Regions from separate parts of the Arachis hypogaea genome. Here regions 1 and 2 are each linked to region 3. The links are chromatin contacts, called in public Hi-C maps. All regions are on one chromosome and are shown on one strand. Each heading gives the region's core, a stretch centred on a gene start, on an enhancer-like site or on the middle of the called end of the contact. The rest is flanking DNA. Distances are from core to core; before and after follow the strand shown.

Evidence for each region. Hi-C and Micro-C count contacts between places; a contact is called where the count stands out from the background.
Region 1: a contact with region 3 is called in a Hi-C map of leaf, with 5 times the contacts expected there. The contact joins the promoter of LOC112722382 here to the promoter of LOC112722379 in region 3. A contact is called at or near these places in 2 of 8 Hi-C or Micro-C datasets (both in leaf).
Region 2: a Hi-C map of an unstated tissue shows a contact between it and region 3, with 4 times the contacts expected there. The contact joins the promoter of LOC112722377 here to the promoter of LOC112722379 in region 3. A contact is called at or near these places in 4 of 8 Hi-C or Micro-C datasets (leaf and an unstated tissue).

What each region holds. Positions count from the first base shown.
Region 1 is chr11:113,042,523-113,047,155 of arahy.Tifrunner.gnm2.J5K5, forward strand. LOC112722382 reads left to right here and starts at 3,330. Exons shown (of 12, transcript XM_072207088.1): 1 at 3,330-3,588; 2 at 3,954-4,037; 3 at 4,181-4,238; 4 at 4,435-4,478. The coding sequence starts at 3,479. It overlaps LOC112724012 (a long non-coding RNA gene), which reads right to left and starts at 3,371. Exons shown (of 5, transcript XR_003163270.3): 1 at 2,712-3,371; 2 at 2,521-2,580; 3 at 1,068-1,256; 4 at 894-963; 5 at 212-711.
Region 2 is chr11:112,391,644-112,395,799 of arahy.Tifrunner.gnm2.J5K5, forward strand. It overlaps LOC112722377 (protease Do-like 9), which reads right to left and starts at 2,717. Exons shown (of 9, transcript XM_025773377.3): 1 at 1,772-2,717; 2 at 691-890; 3 at 27-207. The coding sequence starts at 2,357.
Region 3 is chr11:112,709,872-112,714,201 of arahy.Tifrunner.gnm2.J5K5, forward strand. It overlaps LOC112722379 (rac-like GTP-binding protein ARAC8), which reads left to right and starts at 2,946. Exons shown (of 8, transcript XM_025773379.3): 1 at 2,946-3,473; 2 at 3,751-3,838; 3 at 4,243-4,330. The coding sequence starts at 3,369.

The DNA.
Region 1 (4,633 bases), core at 2,080-4,579, 330 kb after region 3:
AAGTTTCAAATTTCTCCAAATCTGTCAATATTATTTTTAAAAGTTAATTTATATTATTAAACTACTGATTATTTATTATTTAAAAGAAATATTTAAGCAAGACATTAAAAATTTAGAAAAAAATTAAAATAAAAGAAATACTTTAAAACAAAATAATATAGTACACTACCATTATTTTCCAATCACATTAATTACAACAAAAGATTAAAAATAAACATAATAAAATGTAGACTTATGTCCAAAATTCTGAACAATAAATATACTTAGATAAATGTATTTGCAAACAATGTAACTAGATCTTGACTTCTAGCCATACTATTATCATCCAAAAAAAATGATAAACTAACAATGTAGTTAACAAGTCCTATTGTCCTCAGAGAAGAGAATGAAAATTATATTATATGGGAGATTAAAATTTAGGATTTAGGAAAAGTATATGGAACCAAAAGGTGATCAGCCAAAAAGTAAACAAAACCGTTTAATTAGAATCACTTTTTGAATAATATGTTTGAAAACTGCTCCTGGGATCACGGAGCACAAACCAAAACCCGATTTTTTATGGAGCCCAAACACATTTTGGCTGGTTTTTGGCTGATATGCTTTTGGTTCCTGGTTGTTGTCTAAAATTTATAGTTCAATAACTCTGCTTACTTTTAATTCAAATTCCCCAACTGAACTTGAATCACATATTGTGTTGAGCAAGAACTCCACCTACAAACATATTGAATTACAGGTCGAATTAGAAGATGGAAAACTGAATATAGACTTAAAATCAGTGGCCACATAATCATGCAAGATGCAGAAGATAAATCCAACAAAGTAGCTAAATCACCATATAAGGTCAAAAGACGAGGACCAAATAAAAAGAAGATGATTATACACAAAGTACTGACCTCATGAAACTTAGTGACAAGCTCACTCGTCACACCAGAAGAATGAATATCTTCAGAAGAATCTTCTAACCTTGTAATAGATGTTATGTATTGTCATCAATAAAAGCATGTCATGGAAGCCAAGATAAAAGTTTTTGCAAGAAGTATTTAGAAGAAACAAATGAAACAACTTACATTGGATCTCTATTGATTGAGCAGTAGATGCAGTTAAAGATTTAACTGACTGTTGCTGCATAACCAAAGTAGTGTGCTGCACTGGCTTCCTACTGATCCAACTTTTTGTACCAAATCCTTGCAAGAATCCAACTCTTCTTCCATCAAATTGCAAGTTCAATAACTTATTATTTGCGGCCCCTAAGCTACCTGTATATAAATAAATGACACAAATTATATGTGTATATTTAAATTCTAACTAGGACATTCAGTAAGACACACAGGACAAGCTTCTAGATTGCAAACCCAACATTGACGAATTGGAGACAATGTTCTTTCTCAAACGAAGATGGAAAGATACTAATGTCTAGTGGCAATTCAACAATAACCTGGTTCCTTTATAAATGAAGTTAGTAATCTGGATAGAAAGTGTTTTGAACCAAAGGCTGCTTACCCTAAAAATTAATTAAAAGACGATAATTTAAATTTTAAAGCTGAATCCAAATAAATTAGATTCTAATTATGATTGCTTCATTAGAATAACTTTCTGATTGGTCATGTTGTTTTACTAAGAAAATAAGAATGCAAACTCAATTGTGACTCCCAAAAAAATAAATTTAATATTGAGTAACGAGAAACCAATGAGCATATATAAGAAGTCAAATCAAAACCCATTTTTGTATTTGGGTTAAGGCACCCAAAGAACACATTATGCATGGATTCCTAATCCTAATCCAAATGAAGTAGTTGGGGCATGCATGCATCAAATTTCAAGACTTTAATGGGCAGCCAAGCTCCACAATCTGTGAGAGTTTAAAGAAGAACAGCAAAAGGAGCAGGCATGAAAAGTAAAGCAGAGAAGTGAAAAATAAAGTGAGGAGAAGAAAGCAGGAAGAGGACTCACATGAAGCCATTGGAAGGAATTAAGAAGAGAAAATTGATCGGAGTTAAGGATTGATTTGAAGGAAAGAAGTTACTTCTGGAAGAGGAAGTAATGTACATATATCAAAAGGACCTTGCTCTAAAAGTAATTTATGTTAAAAAAATAAAGAGACAACCTGAGTATGAATGAAATCTTTGATGGCTGAGGTTTATTATATGATGCCAAAGACCAACCATTCATGCTCAGGCAAGTCCGAAGATGCTTCTATAAGTGACTAAAAACAAAGGCCTGAAGCCGGAATATCAATTGCAAAATTAATAAATCTAATTAGCATTGAACCAACAAACTAATGTCTTAGGGATTAGACTAAACACATTCACAGGGATGAACATGTTACAACTCAGTCAATTAAACTTATTTACTTGTTAAAAAGATAACGTAAAATGGAACAAAATAAGAAAGTTCAAAATATCTACTAATGACATAAAATTAAAGATGATTAATTCACTAGTGCAGTGCTGCGCACTAACTAATTAAAAGAGCATCTTAATCGAACAAGTGACTAGTGCAACAAAAGCTTCAGTTTCTTACGTCAAACCTGCTACCAAACGTAAAGCAAACTACACCATGAATCACCATTATCTTCAGAAACTGCAATAACAAGGTTAGTTAGACAGTGCATTAACCTTGACATAAGCAAAGATGTTGTAATCAACTTATACAATAAAATAGAGAAAACAAGAGTTGGAAAAATAAAATTGAAAATGGTTCTACTTACTAACCTGAGGGTCATTGTTGTGTTTATCAAATATCAACAGCCTTTGTTTTATTCCAATGGTCTCTAATCTGTGCAACTGTGTCGCTGATGAGGGTGAGAGAGGCGACGATTGAATCACCTTAAAAGGTTTATCTTCAATATAAATTGGATAATATTTTTTCTATGTCCTGCCAAAATCTATTGTAAACTATTACCTTGTAACAATCTATATAAATCAACTAGATAGAATTTTGACTCTAATATTTAAACTAATTTTTATCATGACTACAAGTAATCAATAATCTGAATCCAAATTGAGTTTTGATTTTTCTTGGCATGATACTACAATAAAAATATTTATTTAATCACACTTTTTTAAGCTATATTTAAAAAATATAATCTATTTACGTTTTTTCGTATTATTATTTTATAAAAAAGTAAAAAATATAATTATACCATTACTTAAAAAATATCTCTTTAAATATTATAAATATAAATATTACTTATAAAGCGTAGTCTTATTTAAAATTCTTAATATCTAATTATCTATAGTTGCACTTTTTTTACCAAAGAGTACATTTTAAAGAATAACCTTTTCCTTATGTTTTGGGTGCTCTTTAAAAATGTTGCCTAATATAAAAGCACCAAATAAGACAATAAATCAGAAAGCGGAAGCACGGCAAGAAGAAGAGAGGAGAGGGGAAGGAAGGAAAGAAAGGACGACGCCGGCTAGGGCTTCGCTGTCGTCGTCGAGCGCCAGTGACAGAGAGCTCGAGGAAGAGAGAAAACGCGATGGAAGAGAGAAGAAGGGGGTGCTCCGTCGCCGCTGAAGCTCCACCGCCACTGCTAGGGGTTGCTGTGCCGCCGCGAAGGAGCTCGAAGGGAGTACTCTCTGTCACCAGGTAACCATTCTCTGTTCTGTATCCTCTCTTTCTCGCTCATTCTCTAAGTCGCTCCCACTTTTCAGTTCGAAGGTGTGTATGGTTTTGATAGTGATGATGAACTGCAATGGCTAATTGAGATAGAGAAGGTATATATTAATTTTCAATTGGTTCTGTGAATTTTTGGGAGTTTTGGGTTCTAATTTTAGGTTTTCTAATTTTCTAATTAGTTGTTGTTCTTATATTGTTCCATGTTTTTACTATCGTAATTTTGGCGTCAAGCAAAGGATAGATTAAATGGACTTTTCATCTTATTTCCCCAAATAATAAAGGGGTCTACTCTGCTCTCTAATTGATCTCATTGTAGTTGATTGGTGTCATTTCAGGCCACAAGCAGAACTAGATCGCTATTTGGAAGCTTCACAAATTAGGGAGAGAGCAGTTGACAGGATTAATAATGTTATTGGAACGTATGAATCAATTGTTTGTACCTTATATTTCTTCAGGGTTTTATTGTTAGATCATTTCTCTTGGTATATAGCTTCAATCTATTGTGCTTTATTGATTATAATCCTTTTTCTCTTTTAATTTGTGTAGTTCCCATTTCTTCCAGATACAACGATTTGAGGCTCAGAATATTTTCTAAACACCCAGATTTGTTCCCTGAAGAGGTGAGTATCATTCACTGGAAGAGATCAGACTTTTAAAGAAAGTACTGATGTTTCAGAGGAAGTGGTATTCTCTTTCTCCTTACCACTGAATCAAAATTCTTATTTCTTAATTAATTGGTGGATTCCTTATTGCGTGCAATGATGGTATTAGGGGTAGTGCTAATTTTACTACCTCCTTCTTCAAATGTCAATGCAGTTTGAGCATTTTGATGATTTCACTGTAGCTTCTTCATGGGAAAGGTTTGTTTATCTTTCGAGCCCTCTTCGTTCAAATTTGCATGAAATCTCAATTACAAGAACACTTTATAGCATTACTGTAAGAGAAATGGTTCTTTGTGTTGAAATGATGCTACTCTACTGTCATGATAACATTATTCTTTTATGTTACTTAATAA
Region 2 (4,156 bases), core at 1,467-3,966, 320 kb before region 3:
CATCTTAGAACATAGCATCATCTTACCAGTGTATCTTCCATTTCTCTCATAATCCTGGATGAAATGATTGATCACTGGTGTTGGAATAACATAACCTATATTCTCCGCATCTTCGTGCTTGAGGGACTGAAATGCAATGCCCACACAGTTTCCTTTATCATTAAATGCAGGTCCACCGGAATTGCCAGAATTTATAGCAGCATCTATCTGTAAAATTATCCTTGATTAGGGAAAACTAGGAAATGCTAAATGAAATCAAACTTATGGTTATCAAACTCTCAAATTAAGTCCCCAAATCAATTTCTTGCTCACGCATGTACTATTTCAGCCAAAATTTCGTCTCTCAAGTATGAAAACATGGAATTTCACAAGAAAACTTTTTAATTAGCCTTCCAAATTTGAAGATATGATATTTTGACTTCATACACTCATTATGGATTACATTTTTTATTATTTTAATTTTTATATAATATTTTATATTTTCTTTTCTTTTATAATGATGTTAAAAATGAAATTTTGACATATTTGTTTTATCAAGATTTTATTTTACCATAATCGGATTAGAAAATATAAATACTTTTTCATTATAATATAAACTCTTATTAGTTTAGGTAATAAAAAAATAAAAACAAACACACACACGCGCGCCATAACAAGATGAATTTGGAAGCTCAATCGTTTCAGCCTAACCTGTAAACCTAGAAGTTCAGTCGAACCATGGACATAAGATAGGATCTCAATGCGTGATACAACACCACTGGTTACGGAAATAGTATCACCACCAATTGGGTATCCCACAACAGTGACTGCATCCTGAAGTGCAGGCAAATTCCCAAACTCTACAGGTGACATCCCTTGCCAGAACTCATCATCATCAACTGCGAGCATGGCTGCAAGTATATTAATCAAATAGATTAATTTGAATTCATATTAGCAAGTTAAGATAAAACCCATCCTTCAATGCTTTACGCATAGAAAATTAGAAATCCCATCCCCCCCCCCCCTGGCTCTCTCTTTTCTATTACTAGTTCTATAAAGGAGCTGCACCCCACACTATTTATGTCTTACAAATTACTACTCATCCACTCCTTTTGGAACATTCAAGGTCAATAAGTTAAAGTTGTTACACAATTAAACAAATTAATCATGCTTTACTATTGCGCGTGCAGAAGGATCCAGTATTTTTACTTTACAATCAGCAAAACAACAACAACAATGCTCTCCTAAGCTCGCGAGATGGAGTTAGTGACAATGACAAAATGCGCTACCATAAATCATGTCTATATTCAAACCATTAACATAATAACATCCAAATGTCTTTTCATGGTTTCTCCTATGGTATTTCCATGTCTGTCTCTACCTCAGTACCTCTAGCCATTAGACTATCCACCATCTCATCTAGTCTCCTTACTATTTATACCGGCCTTTTTCACACATGTATAAAGTACCAAAGATATGATTCTACCATGCTTTTCACAATAAGCACTACACCAAATATCTCTCTAATGCATTGATTCCTAATTCTATCCATCCAGTGTGTCCAGTCAGCTAACATAAAATCATCGTTTGTGAATCAATAAGCTTATAATTATTGTTAGTTTTCTACCATCCACCATTAAATTTCATGCAAAATCACTCATCTAGTAGCTTAGCGGTATCTATCTAAATAAACAACACGGGGTGCACAAAATCGAAGCAAGTCAGCGTGCAAAAATTTAACAAATCAAAAACTCCAAAAACGAATTCTTTTCAAAATGAATAAGAACATTACCAATGTCGCACTCGGTTCCAATGGCTAGAACTGTGGCTAAGTACTTAGTATCCGAGCCACGCTTCTTGACCTTAACCTGCGTGTAATGCTCCACCGAATGAGCGTTCGTCAGCAACCTCCTCCCGCCGATCACGAACCCGCTGCTGCTAGAGCTGTACTGCCTCTTCCGCTGCCACGGCAGAGAGAAATTCGGCTCCGTGTGAACGCAGAAAACCTTCACCACCGAGTCCATCGCCGGCACCACTCGACCAGGAACTACGTTCTCCCACACGGGGTCCTCCTCCATTGCCTCAGCCGCCGGGGGGACCTCGACGGCGCCGTTGGCATCGACTGGGGGACGGGAGGATTGGCGGCGTCCCGGCCTGTCGGACTGGTGGGGGACTTTCTTGGGGCGGCCAGGGCGGCGACGTTGGTGCGGGGAAGCAGTAGTGTCCATGAGGTTGACGTTGGCGACGGAGAAGACGTCGTCAATGGTGGAAGGGGCGGCGGTGGCGGCGTTAGGGGCGGTGGTGGAAGGTGAGCCTAGGGTTTCGGAGGCGGAGGTGGGGGTTTTGGATTTCCGACCTCTCTTACGTTTGTCTCCCATTTGTGTTGTTGTGTTGTTGTGTTTTTGTGTTCAAAACACAAATGAAATGAAATGAAATGAAATGAAACCAAGGAGGGAATCCAAACTAAACTGAATTGGTTTGATTTGATTTTTGTTTTTTCCAAATTTCGAAGGTGCTGGACTGGAAGTGGAACAGCTTAATGCCTCAATTCAAGACTCATTTTCCTTAAACAAACTCGTTAAGAATTATTTATTAAGAATTTTATTTTTGTTACACAATTTTATATGTATATCAACAAATATGTTCTGTATTAAGCCCAAGGCCCGTGAAACGTTCAAAAGATCGTTGCTTTGATGTGAATTGTGAAATAAAGTCATTAAAATGAAATCGCGGAAATTAAGGGTAACATATCCACGAGTAGCATTAATACCATATTAAGAGAGGCTTTATGACCATAAAGACGAAATCAAAGGCGTTAAACCGTTATATAACGATAATACTATAAATGATACCAAGAATACAAAAGAGATTGACATAATTTTTTAATGGTCAATTTTACGGTACTTATGAATTAGTATTTAAATTTTATTTAATTTATTTTTTATAGTAAATTTTAATTTTTTAATTATTTATTTTTATATTTTTTAAATTAAATATTAATTTTTAACTTCTTTTAATAAGTATGTATTATTTTTTAGGCATCATAGTATTTATCTTTTTTAATTTTTATTATATTTTAAATTTGACTTATTACTCATTTAGGTAACGTTTGTTTTAAAGTATTAAAATAAAGATTAGAGATTGAGATTCGGTATCATCTATTCTATTATATAAAAACTAGTGTATGAACCCGTGCTCAGTATAGAAAAAATTATAAAAGTAAAAAACAAATTATATGTTTGGATATTTTAAAAAAAATATACAAAATAATTATTATGTTAAGAAATTTATAAAATTATTATCAAAATCAAAATTTAACTTAAAAATAGTGAGTAATAATCATTTTATATTTTTTTAAGTAAACTAATTATGCATTGATACGGAATTTAAAATAAAATTAAAATATTTATATTAGAATCCTACTTTTTCAAAGACTTCTCTATAAACAACATTGATGGTTGAATTTGTAGACATTCTTACGTGATTCATAAGTAAAACTTTTAAACATCTCTTACTCTTAACTCTTGAAAGTGCTACATATAGTTGGCCATGTGTAAAAACTGGTTTGGGCAAGTACAATCCAACATGAGATAAAGTTTGTCCCTAAGACTTATTAATTGTCATGGCAAATGATACTATTATGGGAAATTATTTTTGTTGGAATCTAACTGGGACGGTTTCATTTGTTGGTACCATATTCATTCTTGGAATCAAAGCAATATGACCAACATTGTTACCCGTTAAGACTTTACATTCTTTGACATGATTTTCAAACTTACTAACTTGTAGTATTGTACCATTACAAAGACCACTGGATTGGTCAATATTCCTCAATAACATCACCGGGACACCAACTTTGAGTATTAATTTATGTGGAGGCAAACCAGAGCAATTTATACTATTCAGTAATTCAGGATCATAGAAATCTAGTTGACTCTATATTCCCTTCATCCATACAAATCGAATCCGAACTAAGATATAATTTTTTCCCTCAAGGAATGATAGCCATCATATGGTTGTTGACCTCTTCAACCATGTCCACCTAGTACAACCAGTTTTCCTCCAAAGGGAAAATCTTTGTTATATGTTGGAGAAAATCTCATGATATCACCTAAGCATTTATCAAGCGCTTCATAGCAGTACCTACTAACCATTGGAGCCTCATCCCAAATTATAA
Region 3 (4,330 bases), core at 1,696-4,195:
ACTAAAAATATTTAATATCTTTTAGATGTTTAAATATTTATAATACTGTACATATATATACACTAAAAATCTTGCCAATTTAATATAAGAACAATTAATCCACATTTGGATGTGATTCTTAAATATCTTATAGCAACAAACACAAAATATATTTTTATATTATCATACATGACCCACTTTGGTGGTTAACAAATCTATTTCAAATTCACAAAAAGAATTGCAATGCTAGAACATTTACACAAAAAAAATTGCACTACTAGAACATTCAGATAATATTTATTTGGTTTATTCAAATCTGAATAAATTAATTTATGAATAATCATAAATTCATAATTTTACTCGAATACTACATGTTAGTTTTAGTTTCTACAACCAATACAGAAATTATTTTTAACAATAATAGAAGATCTTAAAATTTATGATTATCACATTATGAGAGCATAATTCAAAATATACTTGGATTTATGTTAAATTATTCTTGAGTTATGGTTGTTCTTTGATGTCAAAATCTAATTTAATTTAGGAACTTGTTTGCACCACGCTTCCACTGCTCCTAGTTTAATATTTCTAGATGTTTTTCCCTCTCTTTTTTCTTTTCTTTCACTTTCTGGTTAATGACATAGAAAAAATCAAAACCTATTATTTTTTAGAGAAGTTTTTTTTTTTTGGTCACGTCTCTCTTTTAACAACCGTAACTTTTATATTTCTGTTTTAAAGAGAGAGGAAAAAAATATCTTTTAGTTTTATTATTTTAAAATTTTCAGTACTTATTCTATTTCTTTTATTGAGTAACAGGTATCATATATAATTCACTATAATTAAAATTACTTTTATTAATTACATGGATTATATTATTATTTTAATAAAATAACTTATAAAATTAAGTTAAGATGGCAATTTAAGAATTTTGAATAATTTTGTAGAGTTTGAGTAGTCTTATCAACCAAAATTCATCTTTTATAAATATAAAATTATTTTCGTTTTTTTGTGGATAATTAGCATTTTAAATTCTCTTGAATAAAAATAATAATTTATCCATATATTAAGATATCTCTAGTTTGAGAATATCTTGAAAGGTAATATTTTATAAGCGTTTTCATTTCTTAATTTTTTTTAAAACACATTTATTTATAATATTTTATAAGTATTCTCAGCTCTTAATCTATTTTCTATAAAAACACTTGCTTGAGAAAAAAATCTCTTCTATGATCTGTGGGGGTGGGTGGGTGATGCATTGATCAGAAACGCATCGCTCCTATTCAAGTGGTGGTGGCGTTTTTCAAAAGAAGATTGTCCGTTGTGGAAGAAGGTCGTATGTTCTTGTAATCATTTGAACTCTTCTGTAATGTTGTCAAAACAGCCATTACCGTTGAAGGGTGGCCCGTGGAAAGATATTTGTCAGCTTAATATTAGAGAGCCACAGACAAGAGGTATAATGATTAGTGGCTTGGCTATGGAGGTAGGAGATGGCAGACGCATTCGCTTCTGGGAGGATGACTGGCTACAAGGTGGTACATTGAAAGAGAGTTTTCCGAGACTTTTCTTGGTCTCAAACCAACAAGGATCTGTTGTAGGGGATTGTGGGTTCTGGGATGGGATAGAGTGGGTGTGGAACTTTCAGTGGCGGAGAGAGTTATTCCAATGGGAATTCGAGTTGCTTAATCAACTTCATGATCGACTACGATTAGTGAGAATGTCGCCCAGTAGAGAGGATGCAATTGTATGGAAATTTGATAAAACTGGTATATTTTCTACTAATTCCTTTGTGCAGGTGCTACAGAGAGAGACCCTGTCGGAGGACATTACAAGTTACAGTTTCACGAGCGCCATCTGGAGAGGACTGGTACCTCCAAGAGTTGAACTCTTTGCGTGGTTTGTTCTAGTAGGCAGAATCAATACTAAGGAGAGGTTGAGTAGGCTAGGCATTATACAGCATAGCGATAACATATGTGTCTTGTGTAAAAAGGAAGTAGAATTTGTGCACCATTTGTTTCTTGGCTGTGATTTTGCTTGGCAGGTGTGGTGTACTTGGTTGACGCGTGCAAATAGAGCGTGGGCTACCCCAAGGACGATCAAAGAACAGTTTGAGAGTTGGATTGAAGTGCCTGGACGCAATTCGGAGAAGAAGAAGTGGTTGATAGGCTTCCTTGCTGTTATCTGGAATATTTGGCTAGAACGAAATAACAGAGTTTTCCAAAGATCTGAGACAGGTGTAGATGACATCAAGAATAGGTCATTTATGAGCTACAAAGAATGGTGTGGTGTTGATCCGTTTAGTTGTTGATGGCAATGCCGGAGATGACAACGGATCTAACAATGTCTTTACTTTTGTTTTTCTCTGTTGGATTCTTGGTACTTGTTGCTCCACCTAGTGTGTTGAGCTTTTTCTCTTCAAAAAAAAATGATCTGTGGAACAGAAAAATAAAATTAGTATTATGGAGGTTAATTAAGAAACATATAAACACATATATACCAGAGTGAATTATAACTTCAACCATACTTTGTGGTCATTAACTCATTATGATGTAACGATACTATTTATTTGCACAAATGTTTTGACACTTTTTGTCTTCAATCCTCCCTTTCATTCCAATTTCATCATTCATATTGCTTAATGTTTACTTAAAATTCCAATCAAATCTGTTAAATGTTAATGTTTGATTGCTTGTAATAATGCTTAGTCCTCCTTCCTCTCTTTTTTAAAGTCAGTACAACGCTTTTAACCATCTCACCAGACGAATCTTTATGCTTTCATAGCCGACAATTCCTTAATTATTTTTGCTTTTTTTAACCAATTAAACCATTAGCAATTCAAGAACTCGATGATATATAATTAATTAATTAATTAACTAATTAATCACTATGGACAATGGAAAATGATGGCTACACCACACACATGAGATGGCCATAAGAGACACCATACAGTGTTAGTTTTAAATGCACCCAACCAACTTCATACTAATTATAAAAAAAAAATTATATATATACACACACACATGATTTAAAGTGGGTAAACAACCCTACAATGCAACTAATAGTATTTTACACTTATATAAGCTATCATGACCTCATATTTTAACTTGTTAAACGAATAACATAGGATGTAATTTATTTATTATATATTAGTTTTCTTATTTTTTCATATGCAAATTGCAAACAAGTAACAAAAGGCAAAAGAGATAGATGATGAAAAAGGAAAAGCAAGTGCTTCCTATAGTGTGGAGTATGTGAGAATCATGTGAAGTGCCGCCATCTCTCTCTCTCTCTCTCTCTCCATTGATCAAAAGCTTTCAACTTTGTCAAATTTTAACAAAAATAAAACGTACCCTTTTTGTGAGAGCGCTTCGTCTTCTTCTTCTTGGTTTTCAATGGCTTCAACTGCTTCTAGGTTCATCAAGTGTGTCACAGTTGGTGATGGAGCTGTAGGGAAAACCTGCATGCTCATTTGCTACACAAGCAACAAATTCCCCACTGTATGAATTCCTTTTCGCTGCCACTTTTTTGTGGTTTAACTTTCTTTATATATTTCTTGGTTGAGATCAATCGATCATAGTGAATTTCATGAGATCAATGTCTTTTATGATCGAGTGAGAGACTAAGAGTTGTGGGAGGAGAGGGTAACGTAATTATTGTTTGAAGAACATATGTTATTTCATCTAGGTTGTGTTGAATCTTTATATGTCTTGTGATTTTGGACACTGATAATTATGTTTATGGAGTTTGAGTTTGACTTTGGTGGTTTGTGATCAGGACTATATTCCCACAGTGTTTGATAATTTCAGTGCAAATGTGGTAGTTGAAGGCACAACTGTCAATTTAGGCCTTTGGGACACTGCTGGTAACTTGTTTATTGTTCTTTTACAATCTTCAGTTATACATGTATGTATTTATGTATACAGAGTAAATAATTTCAAGTTGCGCTGGCGTGATGCGATGCACAGTTTTGAGTTAAATGTATATGTAAACTGCAATATTGTGCCCGCAATTGTGGTTGCAGACCACACAATTTATCTGAATTTGACAAGTAATTGGATAAGTCATAGTAGTTTAAAACACTATTCCATCGACACATTTGAAATTGCGTTACATCATTCGGGTGTTGTTTGTGTGAGTGTGTGAGTGACCATGATGGTAACTTGGGGGAAACATCTGCAGTTTGGTTTCTTATGTAGCTGAAATTTTGTGATGGCAACTTGGCTAAGGTTGTGATGTTCCATTTGCTTCTAATGTGTTGTTGGATAGGGCAAGAGGACTACAATAGATTGAGGCCTCTGAGCTACAGAGGCGCAGATGTATTTGTATTGGCTTTCTCTCTTGTTAGTGGCGCGAG